Linked DNA regions of Cricetulus griseus: region 1 is linked to region 2. The links are chromatin contacts, called in public Hi-C maps. All regions are on one chromosome and are shown on one strand. Each heading gives the region's core, a stretch centred on a gene start, on an enhancer-like site or on the middle of the called end of the contact. The rest is flanking DNA. Distances are from core to core; before and after follow the strand shown. Region 1 holds the start of Atp10a (probable phospholipid-transporting ATPase VA). Region 2 overlaps Atp10a (probable phospholipid-transporting ATPase VA).

What was found. A called contact is a pair of places that touch in the nucleus more often than the background predicts.
Region 1: a Hi-C map of the CHO-K1 cell line shows a contact between it and region 2, with 2.0 times the contacts expected there. The contact joins the promoter of Atp10a here to the enhancer-like site in region 2. A contact is called at or near these places in 2 of 8 Hi-C or Micro-C datasets (both in the CHO-K1 cell line).

The regions. Positions count from the first base shown.
Region 1 is chr3:139,189,564-139,193,914 of CriGri-PICRH-1.0, reverse strand. It overlaps Atp10a (probable phospholipid-transporting ATPase VA), which reads left to right and starts at 1,599. Exons shown (of 22, transcript XM_027404730.1): 1 at 1,599-1,661; 2 at 3,611-4,170. The coding sequence starts at 1,614.
Region 2 is chr3:139,101,144-139,105,364 of CriGri-PICRH-1.0, reverse strand. All of the region lies in intron 3 of Atp10a (probable phospholipid-transporting ATPase VA), which reads left to right. Among named protein-coding and RNA genes, the nearest start is that of Atp10a, 89 kb to the left of the region's middle. Within about 2 kb of position 2,009, at least 2 of the 6 cell types and tissues checked have open chromatin away from gene starts, as enhancers often do. A contact at or near this core is called in the CHO-K1 cell line, where this site is marked.

The sequences.
Region 1 (4,351 bases), core at 350-2,849, 89 kb before region 2:
TGATAACCACTGTTATAAACCCTTTCTTTAGCCCCCTTCAGCACAATTCATTTGTCTCTAAGCCTGTCATCCTTCTGCTAGCAGTAAGAATGAATTCATTTAATCTAAATTTGAATCGAATCTGTCTTTGGTCTTTCCCAGTGGATCTGAATGCTGTAACAGCCACAACCTTCCACACCTTGGGTGGCAGCTCCACTTTCAGATGCTTGGCCATATGTAGTTCTTTCCTTTATACCCAAGTAATAGTAAATCCTCTTGCTCTAGTAGTTCCCTTTCCCCACCACATAACCACTGTCTGAACCACTTTCTACTCTCTGTACTGCAGAGGTATATATATATATATATATTATATATATATAATATATATATATATGTATATGTATATGTATATGTATATATGTATATATATGTGTGTGTGTATGTATATATATGTGTGTGTACACACACATACATGCATAATACACACACATATATATTGCCTCCCTTGATTCATACAATGAACAGGGAAATTTGAAAATCTGAATCCAATTACATGATTCCACAGAACTCAACACCTGCACAAGGATTCCCTTTGCATTCAATATAGAAGTCAAAATTCTCACTAGTCTTTGTATGTCTATGTAATCTCATGTTTATGCTCCCTCACTTAGCTTCAAACACACAGGTCTCCCTGCTGAACCCAGACTCCTGTGAGCACCTAAACTTGCTGCTGCCTGGCATGGCTTGTAGCCTTGGGCCTATATCCAGGGCTGTCAGAAAGCCTCCTGACTTCCATCCACAGAGGTAGTAGCTGTACACTCACTCTTGTGCTCTGTGTCCCAGCATGTCTTTGCTGGGATTATTACACTGGAATATGTAGTGCTCCTAGAGTATTCTGACTCCAGCAGAGGATGGGGGTCAGGGAAGGACAGTGGGTTTCTGAATGAATGACAGGCAGAGCCCTACCTGTTTAGAACCAGAGCTGTCCTGCTTTGGGGCCTTTGTGCAGAAGGTCTCCTCTGCCTGGGTCTTCCACAGATCTTGCCTCATCCAGGTGTAATCCCCTGTTGACTCCCTCTTTCACCTCTCCTGCACCCCTACAGGGTTCTACCTATGACTCTTGGCAGGTTCTCAGGATTTCTTGTGGGTTGCCTTCTCTTCCTACTAGAATATCAGTGGCACAAGGATGTTTGTGGACCTTGACAGTTTTTCCTTTCATTCCTGCTGCCTACAACAATGCCAGGGCACAATGCCAGTGGTGAAAAGAGGCTTTCTGAACAAGATGGTTCCAGTGTTCTGCCCAGGACCCAGCAACCTGGTGTCATTAAAAGTTTAGCCATATGGGTGGCAAGCACAGAGCTGGCCAGGTTATATCACAGCTTTGTCCCTGTCTAGGCAGGCTACAATCTAAGAATTAGTCTAGTGGGCAACATCTAAACTCAAAAAGTCCTACAAAACCTAGGATCGTGGTGTGTGTGTGTGTGTGTGTGTGTGTGTGTGTGTGTGTGTGTGTGTGTAACTTCTGAGCGATGAGATGAGCTAAGCCCAATTGGAGTTACTGAATTAGGATTGGTGAAGACCATGTGAGAGAAGATTCCAGACTGGTGGGGCAGTGTGACTCACAGAATCTTGGAATGTTAGCATGGAATGTAGACAGGAGGGACACGTCTGTTCTGAGAAGGGTAAGGAGACCTCTCACCCCGGGGTGGGCAGGGACTAGAAGGGACAGAGTTAAACCAGCTGGTGCCAGTTCCCCTAGAATTTGACTTTGAAAGCAAAGGGGGATTCCTAGGAGCTCCAGGGTAAGGACATGGGATTAAGTAAGTGATCAGGTAACTGCCTTGACAGTGAGAACTGGGGTGAAACAAGGATATTGGGAGGATATAAACCAACCTGAATGCTTTGGGGGGCAGTCCTCGAATACCTGTAAAGACAAGAGACAGCCAAGGAGTGGAGGGATCTGGCAAGTGGTGGAACTCCACGGGGTTGAAGGAAGGAGTTGAAAACAAAGTCATAGGTGTTAAGGACGGAAACCAGTCTGCTCACTCATTTCCTGCTAAGCTTTAGCTTAGGGCACTATTGGTCTACTACAAGTGTTCTTTTTGGGAAATGCAGACACTTTAGCCCAATGTTTTTCTAATCTTTTATTCACACTTGAAAATTGAACCTGGTATTGGGGGTGAGGGTGGGGATATTTGATAGATGGCAGGTTTGTTGTTGTTGTTTTGATGCCGTTGCATTATTTTCCTTATGTTGGATTCTAGTGAATAGAGTGGGTTATGGCAAGAATGAGACCCTCCTACAGCTGGGGAGGTTGTAGACCAGGGAGCACAAAGTGGGGATCATCCAAAGACAGGGATAGGAGAAGACAAATGATTTGAGTAAAGCCAGGGCAGAAAATGGTCAGCAGACCCAGGGCCATCAAATGCTGCTGAGGTAGGTAGATGACACAATGAACCCTTGCAGGGAGAGAAAGGAGGGCTAACCTGTCACGGGAAGAGGTTAAGGTTCTCAAATCTGGACACAAATTGCTTCCAAATTACTTCTTATTTAGTCTCTCAGCCTTGTGCCCCCCCTCCCCCGTCTACAAATATCCCTATTTCTCATCTCTGCATTTGCAAAGAGTGGAAGCTGTGGCCCCTCACTTCATGGCTAGGGGCCCTTCCAAAGCCAACTTCATCCTCCCAGCATTCACATATATTACTTCTCTCTCCCATCAATAGGGAAGGAGCCCTTTGCTCATGTTCCCTCTGCTGCCTGTCAGCCTCCGCACTGCCCAGTCTCTTTCTAGATCTCCTCAGAGTTGCCCTCTTAGGAATCTCAGTCCATGTCCACCAGGCAGGGAAACGACTCAAATATCTCTCTTTGAATGTACATTATAATATTCCCTTCTACGAAGAAATAAGAAAATGATTCTTATTTGGGGAATAAAGAAAACCGATGATGTTTCTAGAATAAGACAATGTCTGGTTCACCAAAAAATTACATCTGAAAGTAGGTGCAGGCAGGACAGTAGGGTAGGGATTTTTGTAAAATTTTGTAAAAGGGCAGAAATAGTGATTCATGGTGAACTTTTAGGCGCCAACGCTCTCTTCAAAATAGAATTTGAAAACTGGAAAATTGGTGTGCCTGGGACTCTGAAATTTAACTCTCAAGTCTCAGACTTGAGGGGGGGTGCCTAATCCAGCTCTCAAGACACCATTTCCTGGTCCAGAATTAAGTTAGTCCGCTCCAGGCAGAGCGCGCAAGCTAGAAGGGGATGGGGCAACCTGCCTCTCTGTCCCGAAGTTTCCCTCTCAGTCGCAGAGTGCGTTTGCAAAACCTCTGGGACTGAACTGATGCTTCAGGGAAACGAAAGTAAAGCTCTCTAAAGTTTCAGCGCGGGCTCTTTTTGTTTCCCGCTATCCGCCCAATCTGAATCTGGGCGCTGAACGAGGGCGGGGCGCAGGAGCCACCTCGGCGGAAACAGCCCCAGGCCGCCTGGGTGGCGGGAGGGGGACTGCGAGGGGCAGAGTGCCTGGCCCGCCCGCTCCCTCCCGCCCGGCGGGGACTGCAGACCTCGAAGGTTGGACGGGCCCCGCGGGCTGGGCGGGGCGCGGCACGCTGACCTCGGTGTCTGTGCGTCCCGCAGGAGGGGAGCCCGCGCCGCCGCTCCCGGGCGGCAGGCGATGATCACCTAGGAGGCTGGCGCGAGCGGCAGACGAGCCGGGCGCGGCGACACGCGGCCATGGAGCGGGAGCTCGAGGCGGCCGAGGAGTTTGCACCCCCAGGACGGCGGCGGCGTCCTCGACGAAGGCGCTGGGAAGGCAGGATGCGCACCGTGCGCTCCAGCCTGCTGCCGCCACTGGGCACCGAGGACCCAGCGGCCGGAGGCCCCAAGGGGGAGAAGCTACTGATGCGAGGCTGTACCCAGCACCTGGCCGACAACCGCCTCAAGACCACCAAGTACACGCTGCTGTCCTTCTTGCCCAAGAACCTCTTCGAGCAGTTCCACCGCCTGGCCAACGTGTACTTCGTCTTCATCGCTCTGCTCAACTTTGTGCCAGCGGTGAACGCCTTCCAGCCAGGCCTGGCACTGGCCCCTGTTCTCTTCATCTTGGCGGTCACAGCCATCAAGGACCTCTGGGAGGACTATAGCCGCCACCGCTCGGACCACGAAATCAACCACCTGGGCTGCCTTGTCTTCAGCAGGTGAGCCTTGCTGGGCCTCTTGGGGTGGAGTACCTCTGGGAAGTTGATGCTGGGCGTGAAGTGCACGGGGGCACCAGGGTGGCCCAAGGAGCAGCCTGGGCCCTGTGAAGTCATTCAACCTCAAAGGTGTCTCAGCGCTCTAGATTCAGGGGGCCACACGGGCTCCCTTGCCCCAAGCTGA
Region 2 (4,221 bases), core at 760-3,259:
TGAGAAGGAGTTTCCATTAATTTAGAATATTGACAAGACCCTCACTAGATTATTGCTAAAATATTTTCTATGGTCAGTGCACTGTGACTTTGGGTTGAAGGGGATTGGATGGTTGAGGTGCCCCATCTGCCTGTTCACAGCACCCTGCTTACTAGGGAAAGGTAGATGTCAGTTGGGCAGACCAGGATGGGAAGTCGCTGCCCCTCAGACAAGACCCATAGAGCACATGGACCCCACAGTAAGCAATGTTATGCATTGGGGTCCTTGGGCTATATGGTGATCTGTCACCAGAAGAGGTGTGGCCATGGTGTGGTGTTTTACTTTTCACCTTTCGTCTCTAGCTAGCCTGAGGAGTGGACAGAGCAGAGGAAGGGGGTGGCAAGTAGAAGCATCTGGAAGCAGGCCAGAGTATCCACATGTAGCTCCAAGAGGCTTCTTCACTCTCTCAGACTCATGGAGTACTTTGGAGTGTCAGGCCCTGTAATTGAAACTAGAAAAACAGAAACCAAAGGCCAACCCCCCCCCCCCTTTTTTTTTCTTGAGGCAAGAAACCTGAGTTGTTAGGCAGAACTGATTCAGACCAAAGCCTGCTTATGTTGTTGAGACCAGAACAGCAGGAAACAAAAGGTCTTGGGCTTCTGGCCTACCTTACACCACAGGGCTTCCTTCTGGGCAGAGCAAATGTCTGTTCCTTCAGTGCTTAGCACAGGACACTCAACCACCCTTTAAAGAGCTGTCAGAAGAAAACCCTTGTTCTCAGGACCCGGGAGCTGGGCTGATGGTGCTGCTACAACCCCTGCCTTTATGATGGGCATGTAAAGCCACATCTTCTGTGGCCTCTGTCTGTCTGTCTTTCTGCCCCTTCCTGTTGGCTCACTGAAAGAGGCATTGGCAGAGCTTAAGGAGGAGCCTGGTTGAATGGCACTTGAAGACAGGCAGGTAGTTAGCTGGCAGAGTAAGCTGTGGGATCTGTCTGTCTGCACTGGCTATGTTCTCATCCAGAGAAGTTATGTGATCCCCCTGGGCTGCTTTAATACCTGCAAAACGGGAGGTGTCATGTTTTGCCACCTACCCTTCACAGTGTATCTGTGGGTATTGAGCACTCCTGTCATGGAAATACTATTTTCTTTTCTTTCTTTTTTTTCTTTGGTTTTTCGAGACAGGGTTTCTCTGTGGCTTTGGAGGCTGTCCTGGAATTAGCTCTTGTAGACCAGGGTGGTCTCGAACTCACAGAGATCCGCCTGCTTCTGCCTCCCGAGTGCTGGGATTAAAGGCGTGCGCCACCAACTCCCAGTGGAAAGACTATTTTCTAAAGGAGCTGCCCACTGATTGCTTCAAGGAGAGTCAGTCTGAACTTACAGGTGAAGTGGCAGAGAGAAGAAAAGAAAAATCTACCCTGTCGGTGGACATCATTGTCTGTGTGGGGCAGGTTGTGGTGCTTGTGACAAAGGGGCTCAGTGCAAGAAGCAAAAGCTGAGTTCCCAAAGCCTAGGTATTGGGTAAGGCCTGGCCAGGGCTGTGGATCCTTCTCACTAGGACTTTGGAGCATGAGATAGTTGAATCACACTGGACCTCCGGTGTGTAGGAATCCAAGAGTGGTTTGGCTCCCGTGTATAGGGCAGAACAGGCTCTTTGCAGTGAACGTCTTGTTGACAGAGGCGGGTTCCATCTGAACATAAAGGTGCATGCTGGTTGCCCTGTTTACTAGACACTAGTGAAATACCAACCTTCTGTCCTTGCCTTCCTGCTCTTTCCATAATTCACTGAGACACTTTTGTTTAAAAAAAAAAAGTACCCACCGAAATCAGCTTTTACAAAATCATGCTTTTTGCAAAGCTTTGTCTAAATAAGTTTTGAAAGCTGTCTTTCTATGTAAGTGTCTTTAGGAGTCATTTATTCGCGTTGCTTACTAATGGATTCATGTAGGAAGAACTCATTGCTGTCAGACTGTGCTCCGCAAAGTAGAAGGAGCCTCTTTGCTGGGGTGAATCATCTTACAGTTGATGGTGCATGATTCATTTTTGCTGTGTTGCTGTGTTGCTGTGTCCTGGTCACTAGCCTAGAGCCAACATTCCATCCGGTTTCCTTAGAGAGCAACAGGGGTTGACTTGGTCATCCACTCAAGTGCACTCATGCACTTAGCCCTCGCATGCATGTCCTTGGTGTCCAGTGGTGTTTTTCTTGGAGACACTATAAGAAGCTAAAGGGGAGGAGCAGTTCTGAAACTGTAGCCGAGGGCTAACATAGGAGGACCATTGTGCCACAGATGACCTTAGAGGGGCACCGTGATCCCAGTTGCCCTCCCTCCATGATCCTGAATGGAGCTCGATAGTGCACTGACTAGGAGGAATGGAGCTAGGCAGCAAGCCGAGTGGGTGGGGCTGAAGCCCGGCTACAGCATGGCTCTGAGATTGCGGCCAAGTCAGTTCTCCTCACCCAGATCCAGGACTTTTGGCATGATTGGACAAGGACGCTTGAGTCCCCTCCTACCCTCCTCTACTATGCAGTCCATTTTACAAAAAAATGCCAAGACCTTGTAATGGATGGTATGTGGTAGGAAGAAACAGGATGAGTGTGCGGCTGTGCCCCACATGCCACAACCTTCCAACCTTTGTGATCATTGTGTGCTTACCACCTGGCTCTAATTTTGCCCTTAGCAGCCTGGCAGATGGGAGCTTGTGCCTGGCTCTATTTCACAAATGCAAGACAATACACAAGAATATAAAGCCCATTTGTGAGAGAGACAGCCGAAACTTGCTCCTTTCCTCATAGCACATTCCCATGTACAGCTTCCTCGGGAAAGGAGAGACTCGGACTCCAGAAGGTGAAGGTTTCAGTTGAACCCAGGCCTCATTGTGACAATATAACGAATGTATCCTATCCTTCTATAGAAAGGTGCTAGAATTCTCTTCGATGGAGGATGACCATCATTTCTTTTCCCATTCCGGGGATAAAATACTCTGGCAAAAGGAACTTAAGGGAGAAAATTAATAGGTCACAGTTCCAAGTTAATCCATCCTGATAGGGAGGTCAGATTAGGTCTCAAGTGAGACGAAATCAATGCCTGCATGCTCGTGTCAGTTCATTTTCTCCATTTCCTTTATCACACTGGATCTACTGCCTAGGGAATGGTGCCATTCACAGTGGGCAGGTCTTTTAACCTCAGGTAATCAAGGTGATCTCACACAGACATGGTCAGAGCCCCATATACCCTAACACAGCTACCTTGGTGGAGCTCTTGGTTCTACTGAATGTAGTAAGTGGCTGTGACAGGATGAGTGAGCTCTTTTTTTAGAAGATAGAGCCTGAGTGCTGTCAAGTGCTATCAAGCAACACCAAGAGCCCTGGTGGCATTAAGCTCTTACACTCAAGGTAGGGGTTGGATTTTTGCCTGTTTGGATACCTTATTAGATCCTCTCTCAGTGAAGGAAGGCTCAGGTACCTCTCCTTCCAGAACTTCCCCTGGGTCCCAGTAAGCCCCACTCACCCATATTCTGTTTATATATGCTCTATGTGGACTGGGCCTTCCACAAGAACCTTGTCTTCCCTGTAACTCTTACTCCAGGCCCTTCCCATAGATGGACTTCAGCCACCTATACTGCATGCTCAGCTTCAGGGCCAGGGAAGATGAATCAGTTTGCTACCAGTCACAGGACTAGCACTTGAGAGGCCTGAGGTTCCAGTTGGGTTTCTCTGGTTGGTTTGCCCTTTGCCCTCCCAGGTAAGCAATAATTTCAAGACTTTTCTGTCATGTACCCCAATCTGTGAACAGTGCTTGAATGTGTATTAGATTGCAATGAATGTGTTTTACCCCTTATAAATTTGACTATGCATGTTAGGTCCTCGCATGTGGGAGACAAGCTCTGTACCACTGACTTGCATGCCCAACCTCCTTACTGTTTATAGGTCAAATAGTAGTATACTACACAGGTTGAGAATCCCCAGTCAAAAAACCCAAATTCTCCAGAATCCAAAACTTTTTGGTGGCATTACTGACACCATGAGTAGAAAATCACATTTCATGAAAATTTTGTGTCATGAACAGAATTATTTTTAAAACTTTTGTAAAAGTACATTTAGGCTATACATTATATATGAAATGTAGTGAACTTTGTGTTTAGACTTTGGTCCCCCCTTAAGGTATCATAATGTATATGTTAATAACCCAATATAAAAAGAAACTCCAATTGAACACCACCTCTGGCCCCAAAAACCTTGTAA